2 separate regions of the Danio rerio genome follow, and region 1 is linked to region 2. Evidence: chromatin contacts called from public Hi-C data. All regions are on one chromosome and are shown on one strand. The core of a region is the stretch at or near the end of the contact, and the rest is flanking DNA. Distances in the headings are between cores, read along the strand shown.

Region 1 (4,234 bases), core at 523-3,022, 310 kb after region 2:
TGTCTGACACAGCTGAAACTATAACAGGAGCAAAGAATTGAATTGGTTTGAAAGCGAATGTCTAATGAATGTCGGGACTAATCAACGAGCGAGTCACATTACACAAAAACACGTCCAAAAACACATCAGCAGGCTAAAATGTACAGCAGAGATGTGTACAGCGGCTAAACTCATAATGTGAGCAGTGGACAAGCGACTGACCAGCGCTTCAGTCGCGCAGACATAAACACACGAGCTAATCACTAGCATAGCTGCTCTCACGACCACATTAATACGCCATCAGAGTGTAAATATTAAAACAGCAGCAAAAGATGTTTGTTTGTGCGCTGAATGTCGGCATGAATTACCTTTTAAAGCAAAGTGACCTCCAGCAGGAATCCACAAGCGCTGTCGGAAGCTCCTACGTTCAACTTCCTGTCAACGTCACGATCTAATCGAAATAAATACGAAATAATAACAATAAAAAAAGATGATCAAAAGTGTTTCAACAAATAACTGTAAAATGTCTATTAAGGTAATTAACTGTCCAACGGTTTTATTAATCTATTAGTTTTATTATTGGTGATTTATTTGTCATTTTCCCCTCACAGGTGTGTATGTTTGAGTGAGATTCTAGTTTTAGGTAGCGTATAATTAAATTTGTGAACTGTTCATTTTTTAGGAATGGTGCAAATTCGCATTTGAAGCATATTAATTATATTTTTAGGGTGATTATTTTACCATCAGTCCAGGGACTGCAGATGCAAAATATCAATCTGACTAATTCTGACACATAACTTGTATATTTCTCTATTATTTTACGTATATTACGTGCAATGTATCTGTCAGTTGTCAAACAAACCTAAAATAAAATAAATAACAAAACTAGTAGACTTTTATTTTGACAGTTTCCCGACGTGTAGTCTAGAAGAGATACAGCTGCGGATACTCACAGCATAATTTTGTGACACTGTACAACAATCATTTATATATTTAAATTAATGTGAGGGTTGTGTTTATGGTTAGAAATTTATAAAATGTTATATAATGGGTCATTTATTGAATAATATTCTGTATAATTACTTTTTACATTACTTTGCGGGTTGTGTTTGAGGTTAGGTGTAGGACGTTAATTAAATGAGTAATGTAACAAATAATATGAACAATACTCGGTATAATTAGTTTTTACATTAGTGTGACGGTTGAGTTGCAGTTAATAAAATACAATTTAAGAAACAATTCAAGCAATTCTCGTTAACTTCCGGCCGCGGGTGTATCCCTTTAAGTTCACTTGCTCAAGCGCATGCGCAGAATCACTTTCCGAATCAATGAACAGGGTGAAAGTGAAGATCATGTGAGTGTGTTGGAAATGACCGCTGTTTCCCCGCGTGTCCCCTGTAACGTTAGATGTTTCGACGGTGTTGCCGGTGTGTTGGTCAGCCTTCCCCCCGCCGGTGGTGCGGTCAGTGATGGGTGTTATTGTTCGGAATCTACAGAATGTGGTTCCGGTGAGGCGCGCGCGGCTCCGCAGGGATGTGGAGATCCTCAGACACATCTTCGGCGTGCAGAAGTTCGACATGGGCATCATCTGCGTGGACAACCGCAAGATCCAGCGCATCAACCACACTTACCGGCGGAGGAATCAGCCCACAGACGTGCTGTCCTTCCCCTTCTATGAGGTACACACCGCGGCTGTCAGACTGGAGCAAGAACAGCCTCAGTGGTTACACTTAAACATAATATAAAATAAACGATACTGTAGTGCTTATACATTAGAGGAATTGATCTGTTGTGGTGATTCTACAGTCGCTATGGTAACAACTATAGTGATTAATTTACTGTGGTGATTCTACAGTTGCTGTGATAACAACAACTATAGCGATTAATCTGTTGTGGTGATTCTACAGTTGCTATGGTAACAACTATAGTAATTAATATGTTGTGGTGATTCTACAGTTGCTACGGTAACAACAACTATAGTGATTAATCTGCTGTGGTGATTCTACTGTTGCTATGGTAACAACTATAGTGATTAATCTGCTGTGGTGATTCTACTGTTGCTATGGTAACAACTATAGTGATTAATCTGCTGTGGTGATTCTACTGTTGCTATGGTAACAACTATTGTAATTGATCTGTTATGGTGATTCTACAGTCGCTATGGTAACAACAACTATAGCGATTAATCTGTTGTGGTGATTCTACAGTTGCTATGGTAACAACAATAGTAATTAATATGTTGTGGTGATTCTACAGTTGCTACGGTAACAACAACTATAGTGATTAATCTGCTGTGGGGATTCTACAGTTGCTATGGTAACAACTATTGTAATTAATCTGTTGTGGTGATTCTACAGTTGCTATGGCAACACAACAACTATAGTAATTGATCTCGTGGTCATTCTACAGTTGCCATGGTAACAACAATAGTAATCCTGTGGTGATTCTACTGTTGCTACAGTAACATGACAACTGTTGCAATTAATCTGCTGTGGTGATTCTACAGTTGCTATGGTAACAACCATAGCAATCTTGTGATATATTTTGTGAATGTAGTGTCTATATTGGTCATCCCTATAATCCATTACTAACCGGAGCACAGTAATGACTTGTGTTTGTGTCATTGTGAAGGACCTGAGGCCGGGAAAAGTGCCGTGTGCCCTACAGAGGGATGAGTACAACCTAGGGGACATCTTCTTAGGGGTGGAGTACGTGATGCAGCAGTGTAAAGAGACCAAGCAGGATCTGCACCAGACGCTGACGGTAACGATGACCGCACATGTGCACATCACAGAATGAATATAGTTCAGGCCAGATATGTCCAGACTTGGTTCTTGAGGGCCGGTGTCCTGCATATTTTAGTTCTAACTCCAATTAAACACACCTGAACTATCTAATCAAGCTCTTATCAGGTATACTAGACACTTGCAGGGAGGTGTGTGAAGGAAGAACTATGTAGGACAGCAGCCCTCCAGGACTGAGACAGACACCCCTGGATTAGGCCAAGCAGTTAAATCAAATAGATGAGATTTGACATTCATAATATTAAATGAGGATTAAAGTGTGCAAAGTAAACATGTATACACTCACCGGCCACTTTATTAGGTACACCTGTCCCACTGCTCGTTAATGCATTTTAATGCAACAGTGTCCTCCAGCATGTTAGCTAGATTGGTCACATGACTAAAATGATCATCATTTTCCAAAGCCTCTATTTCCACATTTATCCTCTTTGGACAGTGTTTTCAAAAAGATGCATTTTAGTTTCCTAAACTCGAGTCTCAGTGTGGACGGAAGGACTAAATGGAGAGAAAAAATATGCTTTGAACCAGGGGTGTCCAAACTCGGTCCTGGAGGGTCTGTGTCCTGCTGACTTGATCTCCAACTCGCTTCAACACATCTGCATGGAGGTTTCTAGTATACCTAGTAAGAGCTTGATCAGCTGGTTCAGGTGTGTTTGATTAGGGTTGGAGCTAAACTCTCCAGGACACCGGCCCTCCAGGACCGAGTTTGGACACCCCTGCTTTAAAGTTAGAGTGAACATGGCCTGAGTGTGTTCAGTGTTTTCAGTCCTGCTGATATACGTACGTGTGTGTGTGTGTGTGTGTGTCGCAGGTGGTCACGGCTCATGGCATCTGTCATTTACTGGGATACAGACATGAAACTGAAGAGGAGTGGAACGAGGTACCCCCCCCCCACACACACACACTTTACAGTAAATACATTTCATAAGGCTTGTGGGAAAAGTGGAAAAGTAAACCAGTGCTTAAAGAAGATAAAGAGCACCTCATTTGCATTTAAAACAACACAATTAGGATCAAAACCTGAAAGGAGAGAGTTAGAGAACGTCTGTGTGCTATTCTCAAACACACACTCTAGATCAGGGGTGGGCAAGCTCGGTCCTGGAGGGCCGGTGTCCTGCACAGTTGAGCTCCAACACTAATCAAACACACCTGCACATGCTAATCAGCGTCTTCAAGATCACTGGAAATCTATAAGCAGGTGTTTTTGATTAGAGACAGAGATAAACTGTGCAGGACACCGGACCTCCAGGACCGAGTTTGCCCAGCCCTGCTCTAGAGACAGCAGGAGGTATTCTACATCTTGGGTTACCTTTGACACATTTTTTTAGGTTTTGGTGGGCCAGTATCTCTACACATGGTAGCACATGAAAGCTTAGAATCTTTATTTTCTGATATTATGCACCACAAATGCCTCGTTTACACTGAGGGGTATGGTGTGTTGCAGTACGGGT
Region 2 (4,020 bases), core at 408-2,907:
AGCCTGAACCTGTTGTGTTCTGCCCCAGTGGCCTAATGCATAAGGCACTGGCCTCCTAAGCCAGGGAATGTGGGTTTGAGTTCCATCTGGGGTGATTTGTAGCAGAGTGGAGCAGTGGAAGTGTGCAGGGCCCATAACCCAGAGGTTGAAGGACCAATACCATCCTCTGCTGAGATAGCTTCTTTATAGGGACAGTTCCTACTTGGTTGCGTTGTGAAAGCTGCTGCTTTCTTCTTATTTTACCTAATGTCATCTATGAAAGAGGAGCTGAGAGTCCTTGTTCAAAGCCTGGACATTTACATTCTTTTGCCTATTGAGCGAAATATCTTGCAAGTCGGCTCTATATGTGTAAATGAAGATGTTTCAGCAGAGGATGGTTGTGATCCATTGGCCTCTGGGATACGGGCCCTGCATGCCCCCGCTGCGCCACTCTGCTGAGGTCTGCCTTAGGTGGCACTTGAACTCACAGCCCGTGGCTTAGATGGTCAGTGCATAATCCATTAGGCCACCGATTATTAAATGGACTAAACCGAAAAGAAAATGAATGAAAAAATGTGTTTGCTTTTATTATTTACTATTGTGCTTCGTTGTGTTAACAGAGCGCTAAATGAGTTAAGCAATAACTTTAAAGACCAGCTAATTCCTCAACATATTTCTGTATTTTCATTATATGGGGTGTTACATTATATATGAGGAATATTATATTGTGATAAACCGAACACAAATCTTGTACTTGATATAGTGATACCCTGATGTTAGCTTTCTACTTTAAATACGCTTTTTAAAAATTTGTTACTAAAACTAAAAACTAAAACTTTTGTTTCAGAGAAAGTTGCTTAAAACTCAAGATCAAAACATTCACTGATACACACACACACACACACACACACACACACACACACACACACACACACACACACACACACACACACACACACACAATAACCGGCCACTTTATTCGGTACATCTTACTAGTACTGGATTGGACAGTGGATTAACTTGTATGGATTAATTGTTCACCTGAAGTTTAATATAGTGACACAGCGAAATAAACATGACACATTTTGATTAATACTTTAACCTTCATTGATTCAATAAAGCCGTGTTTTGACAACCTTAGATATGTTTGTCTTATTCCACCATGACATTAGAAGACACAAGATGTTTTAAGATCATCACATTTCATCAAAGGGACCTTCAGCTTGTGGATCATTCGACTTTATTTATGCTGTGAAAGGTTTTACTGGTCTCTATCAGTGTGGTGTTGCTGTTTTCTACAGTTCAGCACGTTTTGTCCCACTTTACAAGAATCAGTGGTACATTAGTCATTTTATTGACGTGACGTCTCTCTTACGGGGGCCTGTGTGATTCATGATTGCGAAATCCAGAAAAACTTTTATGTCTGCGTTTTAAAAGGTGGAGGAGTAAAACTTAAGGTAAGTATTTCCAACATAATACAAATAACTACTTTGTTTGAGTATGCATATGACATGTACAATGACATATAAGTAAAGCTGATAAAAGATAAACATGTATATTTCCCCATTTTGTCCATGTTCTGGCATTTATCCTCTCTGTTCCCCCCTCAGCTAATGAACTCGCCCAGCCTTTTTAAGTAGCTCGAGCGGCTCGGCTCAGTTCAGATCTTCTTTGCGGTCGTGTGTTTACTTGTTAACGGCTCTCAAACAGTTATCTAACTTTACTATTTCGGTAAGTACCTCTTTGAAGTAGTTTAATATATTGTAGTTGTTTATTATTTGATTTATGTAAATGGTACCTATTTGATTATCTCTGCTGAACTATTTTCCTCTTTTTAAGTTTACTCATTTAAAGTAGCCTGTGTGATGGGGTAAAAACACTGATACGCCATTTCAGAGCAATATAGTTTAACGTTAGTGATTCAGTAGAAGCTTTAATCAGAAGGGTAACGTGTTCGAGTACTTTTTCAAAGTTTTGTGGTATTTTTGAGGGCATGTTATTGTTAAGTTGTTGCCTTTGTCTCGAGACTCGCGTTTTCTCTTCCGGAAGTGAAAGTAATTAACTTTCCGTCTGCTTCTCTTCTGTCCGCGTGTCCTGTTAACCGGAAGTGTTTTCCTCCTCCAGGGCGTTTTTTATGAGTTATCAAAAGCAGCAGAAGCCGACGCTTACAGGCCAGCGGTTCAAGACCCGAAAGAGAGGTTCGTTTGGGTTTTCAGTCTTAATGTTGGCATTTCTAAAGTTTTTCTTTCTTTAAACTCCTGTATTCGTACATTTCCACCTTGCTTTTTGGTAACACGTCTTAACCATGCTAGTTAGTTTTTGTTTATTTTTTTAATCGATTTAATTGTTTGTTTATATATATATATATATATATATATATATATATATGTATGTATATATATATATATATATATATATATATATATATATATATATATATATATATATATATATTATTATTATTATTATTATTATTATTATTATTATTATTAGTGTGTGTGTATCTATTAAATAAATGAAATTGACTAGTTGCCAGCTATTTAAAGCAAAAAAAACACACACATATATATATATATATATATATATATATATATATATATATATATATATATATATATATATATATATATATATATATATATATATATATATATATATAAGACTTTAGTGTTTAATACAATGTGTATTTTAAATAAATTTACCTATTAAATGCCATTTGTGTTGTAGGTCTGCATATGTATGAGTGATTTAATTTTTTTTTTCCCTGACTGAAATTGGATTTATTTCGATTATTTATTATTATTATTATTATTATTATTAATAGTTATTTAAAACTACAATGGCGACTATCAGTTAAACTTTATTTTTGTCACTGGTTGTCATTTTAAATCAATTTGTAGTTCAAATTAAAGTATTTCATTTAATTGCAGGTTTTTCTCTATTTTCCCCCTTGTTGTTGAAATCCAGTCCTTTTACAGCATGAAAGTCCAATTCTTTTACCTGCAATCATGAGCAATAGTCCAAGTTGACCTCATTTTTCTGTTTCCTCTTCCTGTTGAACAGATGAAAAGGAGAGATTTGACCCTTCACAGTTTCAAGAGAGCATTGTACAAGGACTAAACCAAACTGGCACTGATTTAGAGGCCGTTGCCAAGTTCCTCGATTCCTCTGGAGCCAAGCTTGATTATCGGCGCTATGCAGAAACGCTGTTCGACATCCTGGTGGCTGGTGGAATGCTGGGTAAGTGCTGGAATGAAGGATTTCAGGAGTTTCCAGCCGTCTAGCGTTTACATCAAGCTTCCATAAGAACGGTTTTGTGAAAAATCTTTTTCCCGCTTAATCTAGAAGTTTAAGGATATTTTGGATGGGCTGTTTGGATATTTTATGCCATTATTTGCCACCAGATGTCACCATTTTAGGTTTTGGTTGGTCTAAACTGTCTAAACAATTTTATTTTATTTATTTTTTTCCTTTTAGTAGTTTAATATTTAATTTGTTTACATTTGAGGCCTTCCCGTCCACAAAGGAATGGTTTAGGACTGCAGTTTGAGGCGTGTTTAAGCTAAGTTTTCCCATCTGCTCTTCAGCTCCGGGAGGTGCCTTATCCGACGACATGACCCGGACTAAGTACTGTGTGTTCACTGCACAAGAAGACATTAAGACCATGAAGGCGTATGCTCAGGTATCCTGCATTTGTGCCTTGTGATTTATTTGGAGTCTACTAGGAGTTTGTGATTTGAGCAATTGTGATGGCATGTACATGCAATTTTAAATGTGTGAGACGCAGTATTTCAAAATCTTATAACACCGTGAGATCTGTTGTTAATATTCGTCAAATGTGTTTTTTTTTTTTTTCACCAGGTTTTTAACAAGTTAATCAGGCGTTACAAATACCTGGAGAAGGGATTTGAAGAGGAGATTAAGAAGGTAATATTTATATTAATAATTTAATTTGATTGTGTGACATGTTGAAAATAAGTTTGTAATGTGAAGCATGCTCTCCTCTCTGCAGTTGCTCCTGTTTTTAAAAGGGTTCAGCGA

What was found. A called contact is a pair of places that touch in the nucleus more often than the background predicts.
Region 1: a contact with region 2 is called in a Hi-C map of hematopoietic stem cells, with 1.8 times the contacts expected there. The contact joins the promoter of ndufb3 here to the promoter of bzw1b in region 2. A contact is called at or near these places in 2 of 18 Hi-C or Micro-C datasets (hematopoietic stem cells and an unstated tissue) and 1 of 4 datasets of contacts at active chromatin or transcription factors (embryo).

Annotation. Positions count from the first base shown.
Region 1 is chr9:690,103-694,336 of GRCz12tu, forward strand. It overlaps ndufb3 (NADH:ubiquinone oxidoreductase subunit B3), which reads right to left and starts at 1,773. Exons shown (of 4, transcript NM_001302470.1): 1 at 1,611-1,773; 2 at 348-430. It overlaps ybey (ybeY metalloendoribonuclease), which reads left to right and starts at 1,287. Exons shown (of 4, transcript NM_212594.2): 1 at 1,287-1,658; 2 at 2,611-2,742; 3 at 3,595-3,663. The coding sequence starts at 1,449.
Region 2 is chr9:381,529-385,548 of GRCz12tu, forward strand. It overlaps bzw1b (basic leucine zipper and W2 domains 1b), which reads left to right and starts at 1,658. Exons shown (of 12, transcript NM_213092.1): 1 at 1,658-1,712; 2 at 2,108-2,177; 3 at 3,043-3,219; 4 at 3,567-3,661; 5 at 3,841-3,906; 6 at 3,992-4,020. The coding sequence starts at 2,114.